Regions from separate parts of the Mus musculus genome. Here region 1 is linked to region 2. The links are chromatin contacts, called in public Hi-C maps. All regions are on one chromosome and are shown on one strand. Each heading gives the region's core, a stretch centred on a gene start, on an enhancer-like site or on the middle of the called end of the contact. The rest is flanking DNA. Distances are from core to core; before and after follow the strand shown.

Region 1 (6,292 bases), core at 640-3,139, 200 kb before region 2:
TAAACTGAGGCACAGCAAGTGATTGTCAGATAGAAGGGAAATGAGGCAGATGGGCCCCAGCTCCACCTGGCTAATTAAGGTGACTAGGCCCAAGCGCACTGAATAGTGCTAAGTCACAGAAGGTAGTACATTTAGGCAGGGCATTGGCTTGCCTTCCCTCTGCACTCCTCCCTCTACCTGTTCAGTTACAGGCTGTGGAATTCCTGGTATCCAGGAAAAGTCATTATCCCCAGGAGGGAGGCAAAGAATAAAACATCCCCAGGCTCCTAGCCTGGGAAATTGATCAAGTTGGACACCTGCCAAGGGAAGGGATCCAACCCCCCCAGTGTGCCACGGTGAGTCACAGAAGCTCATCTAAGGTGGCATACCTGAGCACTGGGGATGCTATACACACAGGGTCAGCGCCGGCCCTCTGCTTCCATTCTTAAAATGATAAGGCTCACTTGAGGAATGCAGTACCCGAGTTGGCAGTTGTGGGAAGAGAGGCCTAGACATCTGGTCTCTCCGCAAATAACTCCCAAGCCTTTCAAAGCAGCAGGTATCACAACCCAAAAGGTTACAAGGTTACCACCCTGTTGCAAGTTTCCCATCCCACGCTGTCAACACCAGCTATTCCAAGGTTCCCACTGCAACAGGCAGAATGCAGACAAGGCTTAATCCCTCTCTCATCCAGGTTAGCCCCTTTCTGCCTCTCTGTGGATTCACAGAGCCTTTTAAAATTAAGTGCCTGCCCCGACTCCCCATACCACAATGAATTAACTCTTTGGTTTTCCTTGGGATACTTCTTTGCTAAGGCAATTTTTGAAGTCTAACTAATTTTAAAATTAAAAAGTCATCGTTGGGTGTAATGAAAAACTGGCACATGACCTGAGACAGGGGAATCAGTGTGAGCTCAGGGCTGGCCTGAGAAACAGTGAGGGTCTTCCCCACTCCCATCCCACCCCCAATTAAAAAAATAAAATAAAAACAGTATGGCCTCTTCAAAATTGTTGTGGAGGCAGGGCAGGGTCCCCAGAAGGTGGACAGGGTGGGATCTATTGTCAGACCTACCAAGGAAGAGCAATCTTAGAAGTCCGAAGATTAAAGGAAGAACAATAGAAGCAGCAGAATTAAGGTAAGACAAGGGCTTGGAGGAAGAGAAGCAAGGAGTAGAGAAAAGTTCTGGTAATTGCTGTCTCACTGAGCAGAGGACCTTCCAACCCTGCTTCCCACAGAAAACCCAGCTCAGGGCTACCCACACAAGCACCGTGGCAGCCTGGCAGCCTAGCAGATGCCAGGGATGCTGTCAGCACAGTCTGCCCTTCTCCAGCCCTCTCAGTCCTGAGGCTCCAAGCACTGAAGTTATCATTTCTGCTCCACACTGCTAGCCCCTGGTTAGGGAAGCGCAGATCCAATCTGTGCCTGTAACATTGTGACTGAGGGGTGACAGCCCCTGGTTAGGGAAGCGCAGATCCGATCTGTGCCTGTAACATTGTGACTGAGGGGTGAGAGCCTCGTGAGCTCCTCTTTTGTTCTTTCAAATCTCCTGCTTGAGAAAACAAGGTAGTGCCTCTCCCCTCCTCCATGTTGTCCCTGTATGGTCTCGCAGGAGGGCAGGGTGACCCTGTTCCTCTTGCACCAAGGCACTTGGTGCCTTTAAAAACTCAAAATCCTTTCCCCTGGTCTGTGGCTGAGGAGGACTCTGGGTAATTTCTGCATGAGAGCTAGTGAAACTTGACATGTCACTGACCAGAAGGTCTTAGGGGATGATTCTCAGCCTCTTCTTTGCTGCCCTGGGGAATAAAAATGCCTCTTTTCACTCTGGAAAGTTTTTCATAAGGTAGACTAAGCCATCTGACTTCTGCATATTTATTCAAATAATATGAGAAAGGCTACGTCACCCCAAACTCTGTGTGCAGCTATTTATAGCAGCTTTATGTATAATCACCAAGAACTGAAACACCGACAAGCTCTCAGCGAAGGACCGGTGTCCACTGGAGAATTGGAATCCACCCAGCACAGCAGAAAGAACTGATAAGGAGGAGCAGAAACAAAAAAACGTGGACGCCCCCCAGATGCTGAAGTGGCGGAGTCAAAGGTCGCACACAGACTTCCAGTGCCATGGAATTGAGATTCCGGAGGAGGGGAAGTGACAGGCACTGCAAGGTCCACCAGGCACTGATGGTGGGCAGGGGGCTTGACCATGAAAAGGAATGCTTAAAGTGTCCCATGGTCTGTGGTAGCTTCCATGGCTACACATTTGTCAAAACACAGAACTAACTTGCCAGAAAGGGTGAATTTCACTGTATGTGAGTCGGTGCTCCATTTAAAAGAGGGAAGACGACGGTAGAACAACAAAGGAAGGAGGGCTACTTCCCTCCTCTGTCCGTCTGTGTCAGGAGCTGCTACCGATGGGAAGAGCTGCAAGGGGACTGGGGGACAAACATCCGAAGCACGGACACTGCCTGCCACTGAGCACCACAGATTAGCCTGCCAGCCAGAGCTGGGCAGAGGCTGCCAGGCCCATTTTCCTCCCTGACTGGCTTCTTCCTGTGGGTCCTGCTCACCCCTCACTTCTGTGTGTTCCCTCAAGTGCCATCTTGGGAGTCTTGGTGCTTTGTGCTCCCTCCCAGCCTCCCTCTCTCTCTCTCTCTCTCTCTCTCTCTCTCTCTCTCTCTCTCTCTCTCTCTCTCTCTCCCTCCCTCCCCCCCTCCCTCCCTCTCTCTCTCTCAATCCTTCCCTGCTTGAAACTCTTCCCACCCTCTAACAGGTTTCTCTTCCACAGGACATTTTCTCATCCGAGTGGACTTTGAACTTCCAGAGAGCCCTAGAGGCTTTACTGTTCACCCAGCAGACATGATCTACACACCACGTGGTCTATAGGTGCTGCCTGCTCTCCGCTCAGAGGGGTGGCTCGTTACTTCTGGGGAGAAAAAAAAAACTCTTAAGATTTCTTTTGCGTCCTTTCCCCATCCCCACCCTAACGCCCTCGTTCATATTAGTAGTTCTAATCATTGTTAATTGAATAAAACACCCAAGTATTGACGATAATAGGCAAAGAACATTGTAATCCGTCTACTTAGGGCTCAAAATTACTATGCAGTTTTGCCTTCCTTTCAACTCGATTGAAATGTCTTTTCACAGAATAAAAGCCATCCATGGTTCTAAAGAACCTAATAACCCACGAAGGGCCCGCGATGGCACAGTTAATGCGCGTGCTCCCCGGCACGCCATTGTTTCCACGTGTAAGAGTTCTTTCCCGCTATAGCACACTGAGATGTTACCACGCCCTGTTATTTCTTAATCCCACTCAAACAAATTATATGCATTTCTTTTCTCTCCTACAAGTCTTGGCCATGGATCTCGAGCTAATGTTTACCCTTTATGGGTGTTTCCCATTTCCAAGAATGCCTATGCTTCAACTAGCTTGGCCAGCCTAATTAGCCTTTTAATCCTGCAGAGCGGAGCTACACAAAGGGAGGTCACCTGCAGGGAAGCCTGTGTGCAGGCTCATGTCACATCTTATTACACATGTTTGGGTTGTTGTCACAGTAAAGGCTACGTGGACAACTCGATATTGACAAAGCATTACTTGGTTCCAAGGGTATTATATTTTCTTCAGAAATTCCTAACAGCATATAAAGTCTTTTTGCCTTAGGACTGAGTTTTCATTGGTAGGGAAACCATTAGTGTTTGTCTCCTGTACACACATACAGCCCCTTCTGGTACCACCATGGAGGTATGTCAGGGACGGTCTGTGAGTCAAACTGTCTGTTTCTCAGTCCAGAATCACTGGGGACACACAGTGGACAACCTGTGTGTTCCTAAACTCCTTCCACACGGGAGCGAGACACCAACAAAGGGTGGAGAGCTGAGGTCATTTCCCAGACTGGTATGCACACTCAAGGCAAGCCCCCTCTAGTTAGAATTAAATGTGTATCTCAGCAGATGGAGGAAATGGAGGAAATGTGACAGACACTCAAATGTGACTGGAGAAATCACACACACGTGTGCCTACATACACACACTCAGACACACATACACATGTACACATGCACGCACACATACAGAGAGACACAGACACACAAATGTGCATGCATATGCACACACACACAGAGCACTAGGTCTGGGCCTTGAGCACTATGGGCCCAACAAAGCAGATAGGTGCTTGATCGATCTCAGGGCTTCTGTTCAGCAAGTCTGGTCTATGAATCTGAGAATCTGTAGTCCCGACACACTCTTAGACTATGTGGACAGACCCAGAGCTGAGAACAGTGAGCTTCTGCCGCGGGTAGTTGATGGTCTCCTGAGTCACTGGGATGGCTGGAAATGTCTTTGTTAAGCAAGGAGGAGTCATTCCAAAAGCCCCACAGTCAAGATAGCTAAGGGCGTCTCCAGGGAGACGGATGCTTGAGCATCTCCAGTAAGCATCAGGAGGGATCCCCGAGGTTAGCCTCTTGCGCGTACTAAGGAGCTGAGCTACACCGTGAGTAGGAGACTGGCAGAACACAACAAACGGCTGGCTATAAAAACTGAGCACACAAAAGGGAAAACAGCTCCAGTGAACAGAGCAGCCAGATTGGCCCTCCGCCCTCGGAGCACCTGCTGTGCACCAGACAGGCCGCCAACCACTGACTCCTTCCTTGGGCTTGCAGATGGCCAGAGGGTAACTAAATGTAGGCTGAGGCCTGGCATCTCTGCTCTCATTTGGTATCTGTCTCTGCTCTGCTTGTACACGGGTTAATCATTTACGGACTGTCTGTCTAAAAACTGATGATACCAGGCTGCTGGCCCCTAACCTCGCTGGTTCTTTTTCAAAGGCTGAAGATGTCAAAATAAGAATAGCTAAGGTTCCCAGAACAGGAAGGCTTGCAGCCCCATCACCTCACAATGAGGCTACCCTCCTCAGACCTACCGAATGGGAGGAATTGCCCGGACGGTAGCTGAGCAGCCTCTCTGACCATGAGCAGTCACGTTGTGGTGGGAGCCACCTGAATGCCACCTCTAGTGATGGTGATGTCTCAAGAGCTGGCAGAGCCCCATAGACCTGTCTAGCGATAACCATCAGAGAGTGCAGTTTGACCAACACTGTTTAACTATGTACGGACACTTCCTTTTATGTTCGAGTGTGAGGGGGTTGAGCAGAGGACAAGCACGGGTATTGGTCTTCACCTCTACCTTGCTTGAGATGGTCTTTCTTGCTCACTACTGAATCTGCCAAGTTAGCTGGATGGATGAGCTTCTGGGGACACTCCTGTCTCCTTCCAGCATGCTGTAGGAGTTCTGGGATTCCAGACGTATACGCCCAGCTCCAGTAGGGCTCTGTGGACACAGACTCAGATCTTCACACTTGGACTTTACCCCAAGTCATCTTCTGCTTCGATGTCACATATTTCCTGCCCTTCATTTTGTTCCTTCAAGGCTTAAACAGGACACTCTTGATTGTACCCCCCCCCAAACCTTCCCAGTGGGCCTGTGCTGCATAAGGGATCCCCTTCTCTTTTCTCTAGTTTTCTTTAAGTAAATGGCTAGAACTGGATTTTCAGGACTCTCTGTCAATACCATCCAACCAGTAACCATTTGTATCTCCTCATGTTTCTTTAAAGGTAATCGGCAGAGATGGTAGGTGGGATGGCAGGAGGAAAGGTGCTGAGCTGCCATGCAGAGGAGTTCACTTACCTCTTGGAATACATGACCCCCACTGAGACTTGCTATATCAACCACCAGATGAGGGTCAGCAGACACATAAAATACTGAGAATTGATGCTCCATGACCCTAGCTCCCAACTGGCAACAATACACCCACTTGGAGAATAACCCCATGCCTGGTGCTGGCCAGCCAACCGAGTCATGCTTGCTGGGGTGAGAGAGGCACATGGATTGGGTTACAAGTCCCCAGAGGACTCTGCTGCACAGTCCGTGTTGAGGAGCACTCCTGTCAGCAGAGGTCAGGAGAGAGATTTAGGGACAGAGGCAACAACCAAGCCAATAGCTCCTGATCCACCATCTGCCTGTTACGCAGAGCAAATGCTCTGGTTTAATGTCTTTTGTGTTTCCTTACTGGGGGCAGCATGGCTCAGTGGAGACTCTAGGTGGTGACTACAGTGTGGGAGTTAGGCACGTCCAACCCTTGACACTGTGGTATGACGTTGTCATTTACAAAGTTCATACCTGAATATTGAGCAATAGTTTTAAATTTTGAAAAAAAAATAAATAAAAATCTCATAATGTTTTAAGTAAACCTACAATTTTATGTTTGACCCCATTTGTAGCTATTCTAGAGCTGGCAGACCATGGGTTAGGCATGCCTGGG
Region 2 (6,725 bases), core at 4,191-6,690:
GTAGCAGGTGAGTAGATTTCCATTCTTAACTTGGTGGTCAGTGAAGGCTTCTCTCACGGGGTGTCGTTTAAACCGAGCCCTGAAATGTGTGCAGCAAGGAGCCAGTGGACATCGTAAGAAAGACTACTCGAGGTGTTGAACTGACAAATTCACATGTAGGGCCAAGAAAGGAACTTGATCGCTGTCCTACTGTGAGGAATGCGTAAGTATCATTCCCCATTTTACAGGAGGAAAAACAAGTCACAGAACAGTTAGGTGATAAATCCCAATGCTGCCCAGTGCCTCCATGCAGTATCCAAGACATAGGCAGGCAGCTTTATCTGTCCCCCTTGTCCTTAGCCTGTCCACCCCCCAGTCTTTTGTCCTGGCCCACTTGTGGACATGATCCTTCTCCACACTGGCCTCCTCTCTGTTCGATGACATAGCTTGGTGGGTCTGCCTTTCAGTGGGTCTTCCTTCTGCTCAATGAAGCCCACCTGTCACCTTCCATCCTTGGTAATTCTCTAGCAGGTCCCTGAGGCACCACCTCTTGTTCTTGTTACCTCAGCCTCATTACAGGCTCCCTCCATGTGCTTAGCTCAAACCTGTTCTCCTGGTTGGTTTCCTGAGAGGATGTTTGACTCCCCTGCCCCCTCTTCGCATTTCCAATGAAATAAATTCCTTCCAGTTTAGGAGTAGGGAGGCGAAGTCATCAGCTCTCTGTACATGTTGAGTTCCACACTGGCAATTTCAATCAGGCAGAGTTCAGAATTATTTTTAAAACATTGTTCACCCATATTGTGTCAGCTAGGTTTTCATCTCTACGGTAAAATACCTGGCAATGACAACTTAAATAGCAGGCGTATCTCTTTGGGCTCTCAGTTTCCAAGGTTCCGGTCCATGGTCATCTGATTCCACTGCTTTTGACCCAAGGCACAGCAGTGTGGGTGGCAGAGAGGATGCGATTTTAAATATATGGGGAGAATATGCACTTGTTTTATGCAAACATTGCTCCATTTTATGGAAGGGATCTGTGTAGCCTTAGATGCCCTTACCCTCAGAGGTCATGGATCTAGTCCCCTGAGGATGTTCAAGGGCAGCTGCAAGGAGCACACACATGGCTTTTTAAAAACCAAAATGCCTCGAATCTCTCAACTTCCACTATTATTTTTAGCAGCTTTCACGGAATGCCCTGAAGACAGAATGACCCAAGTACATTTAAACAGCAAGCATAGGTAAGTTTTCATATACTCTCACATCTCATTCACTCCAAGCTGTAAACTGCCCTTCAGCCCCAAGGGTCCTCACAGGCCTCTGTCACCTGTCCCCTGCCCCGGCATGCGACCTCTAGCTCACAGCAATCACTAGTTTACTTGTTAGCATTTTCTAGAATGTTCTATTAATGGAATTATAAGTATGTCCTTTTTAAAAAGGGCATCTGGCCTTTTCCACTCAGCATAATGTATAGTGATACATTTATTTTTGTCTTTGTATTGCTACCTCCTCTTCGTTGTAAGATAGGCTAGTCTGCTCATCCACTCTGTCCTGATGAACATGTGGGTTGTTTCCAGTTGGGGGCAATGCAAGTGAAACTGCTATGAGCGGTCCAGTGTAAGATGCTGAAGGGCAAACCAGAAACTGAGTAACTGAGGGCATGAGCTGACTTTCTGATTTGGGACAGTCTGGAGGCCTTACAGTAGGAGAGGGCTGAAGGGATGGAATTTGAGAAAAACTCGGTCCCTCCTTTGATTTATCTTGGGTAAATACCTAAGGAGTGGAGTAACCAGATCAGATGGGCAGTTGATGGTCAGCTTTTTAGTACGATAATAAAATATTTTCTAAATGGGCTGTATGGCCATTATTTTCCAAATCTAAAACCTTGGCGTTCCCCAGCCTTTTTAGATGGCCCAGTACTTCTTGTGCTGTCTCTTGAGCCCCTCCTTCCTCTCTGCTCTGTCACCTGCTGCCAGCAGACTTGAGCTTTAGAAGTCCAAGAGCTGAGACAGCAGGATGGATCTCCCTTTCACAAGCATGTGTTTATCTTTCTTAGTTTGATCTGCTCCCATCAACTTCGTTCACACAGCCAGCATGGTATTTGAAGAGCTCCCCCGGTGGCTGTCACCTTCCTCTGTGGCTGTCACCTTCCCCCATGGTCAGCTTCCACAGTTCTTGGCAGCTCAGACTGTGCCTAATACACAACTGGAAGTCAGTTTTTCCAAACTACTTAACCCTGCCTCTTTACGGTTCTCAGCAGAGAGGGTTCACAGTCCCCTCTGACCTTCTCTACAGGAAATCTGGCCTGGATCCCCTCTTCCCCATCCATCCTCCACCCTTCCTTGTGCTGGCAGAGCCAACTGGCCATTCCAACCACCTTTGGAAGGATGTCCTGATGAAGCCAGCACCAAAACTCTCCCTCCGCTGAACTCAATGAGAACCGTTCTGAGCCTTTGCTAAGCACTGCCAAGCACAGGGTGACTGGTTTTGAGCGCCCATGACTATGTACAAACCCCAGGGTCAGGAGGTTGGCAAGAGACAGTATCAGCCTATTCTGTGCTTCTAAGACCCAAGGTTTGGATCAGGGTTAAGATGTGGTAACAACACAAATATCACAAAGTAATCTAACAATGACCGTAAGACATTTGAGCTAATGCTAATGGTCAGAGGAGTTGGCATATGGGCAAGAAAATATGCGAAACATGATACTGACGAGTGATTGTTTCTCCACAGAGCAGCAGCCATCAGTGAGACTGTGAAATGAAACACCTTTTAACTCGATTTTTAACATTGCTGTCTCTATTTCTGCACAAGTGTTCTACAGCCATTTCCAGACATCCCCACCCTCCAGGCCCAAGTATCTCCCACAACATGGGAATGTTACAGGTTGGATATACTACTGTGGCTCTTAGGATTGCCTCGGATTTATCTTTTTATCATGTATGTAACCTGATTCGCTGTTAACATACACCCTACCCCTCACTTTTAAGGGCTTCGGGAATATATTTGCATTTATTGAGTGCCCATGTATACCGTGTTGACAAGATGACCAACATCACCATCTCTGAAGACCTTCCAATCCAAATCCAATGCAAGGTGTTGGTACTCTCCAGACCCTGAGGACCACAAATGAAAGTGTGAGGGCCTAGATGGCCAGCCCTCAGTGCTTGGAAGACAGCACCAGAGAACTTCATGGGACAGAAATGTCACCCATGCTCCCTGAGCCCCCAGACCACTCACTGCCTCTCCCCAAAGCCTTCCTCTTCTCCACTTTGAAGTTGTGGTAAAAAGCCCCCCCCCCCCCAACTCTGCCCTAGTAACCAGGCCTCTGTCCAAAAAAGTCTTGGCAGCATCGTGCCTCCATCCTCAGTCAGGCTTACCCTTGGCAGCATCACACCGCGCCATGCCAGAGGCCATATGGTGGGACAGCTGAGGCTGGGTGACGCAGGACAGCATCTCTTGCCAATCCACGTCAGCCCCAGTCATGGGTACACTGTGGCATTTAAACTGCAGCAAGGGACCTTTGATTTGGAGGGGGAGGCTAAAAGGGAGCCTGTAACATGTTCAGAACACCTACGTGAAGGGTGAGCAGGAGTCCAGGACCTGGGGGTGGGCACAGCCATCACTATCTGTCAATCACCCTTCTGGAGAGAAACCAGGCCACCCAAGTAGACAAGGTGAATGTGGGCTCTCAGAGCTTGAAACTCAAGACAACACTCTCCATCACCAGAGTTAGAATGTTTAATGGAAGGAGAAAAGAAATGAGTAGGGAAGAAAGAAAGCACAGGTCCCAAGCTCTCTCAGGTACCTACTGCTCAGGGCTTAGGGACTGAGTTTCTCTTCCCCTCCCCCAGGCAATACAGCAATGAATAAATTCCAACACATCCATAAATTCCACACAAGAGATACTCATGGATCTAAAAGTCATATTTCCAGCCTCTCTGTCTTTCCAGGTCACAGAAAATGGAGTGAAACAAAATTTGCCGAACAAGCAATAGAAAGAGCTCATGGCCCCTGCCTCAGAATCATCCAACCCCACAACTGCTGTTACTACTTCAAAGACATTTCATTCGCTCTGGGTCTATTCTGAATATTGTAGACCTCACTCCTACCCCTGAAGGCAATATTTCAAAAGGAAAAGTACTTAGCAATGAAGGCAATGTGCACATATGTCTTGCCATATATTCAACTGAAATGGATTTAAAAAAAAAAAAAACTTGGGAGATGTGAGTGTGGATTGAATATTAAATATTCAAATAATACTTAGACACTCTTGTTGGACTTGTTAGTTGTGGTCATGGCTTTGTGGTTATGCAAAAAAAAAAGTGTCCCATTTGTGGGAAATACTTGGGAGGGGAGGGTGGGGATGTCTGGAAATGGCTGTAGAACACTTGTGAAGAAATAAGAGACAGCAGTGTTAAAGGTCCAATTGATGGGAATCCTGAGTTTATTGTTCAATTCTCCTTGCTTTTATAGGTATGAACATTTAAACTAGAAAAGTGGGGTGGATCAGCAGTTAAGAGCATAGGCTACTTTTCAAGAAGACCCATTTTTGAGTGCCAGCACCCTAGGACTGGCTACAACTCCAGTCCTAAGGGATCCAACACCCTCTTCTAGCTTTCGGAGCCCTGCATGAACATGATGTGCAGACACACATGCGGCCCAAACAGCCAGACACATAAATGAAAGCAAAGGTTTTAATTGAAGCTCTAGGTAGGGGGAAAGTCCTAGCAACCCATCACCCGGGAGAGAGAGGCAGTGGGGTATAAAGGAACCGTCTGTGAGTGTAAAATGTACAACTCAGTCAGGTTGGCTCAGCCTCATGGTGGTCTCGGGGCACCCTAAAGCACAGCTAACCATGATCACAACAGCCATGATGATGACTTTATGTGAAGAAGACACAAACCCTCCTTTTGTTTATTAAGATTTCAGTAAATCGATTCCATCTGAAAACGTGGCCAGAAACGTCTCCATGTCTAGTCTCAGTTTGGTGACGTGATGTAAGCATCTTTGTAGAACCTCTCTAGCACACTGGTTGTCCTCATGTGATCGATCATTCCTGGACCCATATCTCCCGGTATGGAAATATCAAGCTCCGACCCAGACCTAAGTCAGAAACTCTGGGGTGGGTGGGACGCAGAAGTCTGTCTTAATTACCTTTGTTGTGATTCTGGGCTCACCGGTCCCCGTGGTGCCAGGTGACCCAGACATGACTCAGTGCCTAACATACAAATGGCAGAGGTATATACATCCCATATGGAGCTCAGATAAATTTAGCCCTACAATCTTTGCCTTAGCCAGGAAAGCTGGTGGAGGAAGAAAGGGAAAAGCTACAACCCTGGTTAAACATGTATGCCCTCGGGGAGCACCCATAAACCTTCAGGACCCTCCTCTTAAACCTATGCTCCAAGAAGCCCTGTAAACAACAGGAGCCCCGCCTGCTGTTCAAAGGATACAAGCACTGCTAGACTAGATGGGATCATAAATGGCTTACATAACCCACTAAGTCCCTGCTCTTCAGTACACCCCACAGGCCTCTCCCTTTCCCTCGGCTGCCTGGCAGCTTCTGCAGGCCTGTGGAGGTGCAGGGAGGTACCTGGGTCAGGGTGACTTGACCGCCTGCCTGAGCGCTATGAAAGATAATATGCCTGCAGGTGCAGGAGGAGAGGGGAGGGCCTGCAGAAAAGCCAGTCCTCGCTTTGGTGTTTAATTCCTAAAAAAAAAAAAAAAAAAATCACAGAATGTTCTTGATGAATAATGGAGATTACTGAAACCAGCTCTTGGATTCACAGATTGAAAAAAAAATCAGGCCCAAAGAGGCGATGTGATTGTTTTGACAGCGCACAATCTATGGGGGCAAGATCCCAGCTCCCCTGGGTTTCCATGTTGGAGATGGGCCACAAAATATGACGAGAGGTACAGGTGGGCTGTCTCCATGCAAATGGGAAAGAAGATGAGGAGAAAACCTCTAACAGAGAGTTACGACCCTCCAGCTAGTAGATACTCTAATCACAAGCCTCGTGGCTTTGGATAAATTAACTTCTCCAAGCCTCTCTTTCCTGTTTGATAGCATGGAGACAATACCATCTGCCTCACAATAGGAATGGTAGAACCTGGGTGAAGCTGGGTGAAGAGATGGCGGACGGCAACCACTCAGTAAACACTAGTTGTTGCATCAGAGAGAGACGTGTTTCAGTGCTCGCAGTGGTTGGTCTGGAGGGAGGAGGGAGAAGAACATCCAGAGGTTAATAAAAGGAGATTTTCACTCCTTTGTATTGTCAAAAACGTTGTTTTGGTGAAGTTTCAAGTCAATTACATTCATCAGGGAGGAATTAATCAAATTCTGTCTCACCAACCGAGTGTTAAGTGCTGTGGAAGAGCCTCCTTCGGAGAACTGTCTTCTTTGATGTGATTAGAGGAGCCCAGTGCTACACGCAGCAACTGTTTAGAAATCCAATTAGTAGTGGATGGCAAGTGAGATTTTATATATGGTATCAGTATACATAAGTGAAATAGAAAAGTATTATGGTATCTAATAATACGTATACGATATTGCATAGGTGGATAGCATTTGATTTCAATTTCATAAATACTAGGAAAGCTTTTCCCAGGTCGGGTGATAAATAGGGCTCTATAGAGGTTAAAGAGGCATAGGGCGCCCACAAGGAATTTGCAGCCTAGTTAGGAAAGCAGATGTGTGTAAATGGTCCTGATAGGATATGAGGATGGTAAACTCTGCACAATTATCAGAC

The links. A called contact is a pair of places that touch in the nucleus more often than the background predicts.
Region 1: a contact with region 2 is called in a Hi-C map of uterus, with 4 times the contacts expected there. The contact joins two enhancer-like sites. A contact is called at or near these places in 1 of 15 datasets of contacts at CTCF or cohesin (large pre-B cells), 3 of 484 Hi-C or Micro-C datasets (cerebellar granule neurons, regulatory T cells and uterus) and 1 of 9 other capture datasets (embryonic stem cells).

Annotation. Positions count from the first base shown.
Region 1 is chr17:86,463,143-86,469,434 of GRCm38.p6, reverse strand. The region is part of intron 2 of Prkce (protein kinase C, epsilon); the gene reads right to left. Among named protein-coding and RNA genes, the nearest start is that of Gm30284, 21 kb to the right of the region's middle. Within about 2 kb of position 1,889, at least 33 of the 459 cell types and tissues checked have an H3K27ac peak or open chromatin away from gene starts, as enhancers often do. A contact at or near this core is called in uterus, where this site is marked.
Region 2 is chr17:86,262,921-86,269,645 of GRCm38.p6, reverse strand. All of the region lies in intron 1 of Prkce (protein kinase C, epsilon), which reads right to left. Among named protein-coding and RNA genes, the nearest start is that of 2010106C02Rik, 21 kb to the left of the region's middle. Within about 2 kb of position 5,440, at least 9 of the 459 cell types and tissues checked have an H3K27ac peak or open chromatin away from gene starts, as enhancers often do. A contact at or near this core is called in uterus, where this site is marked.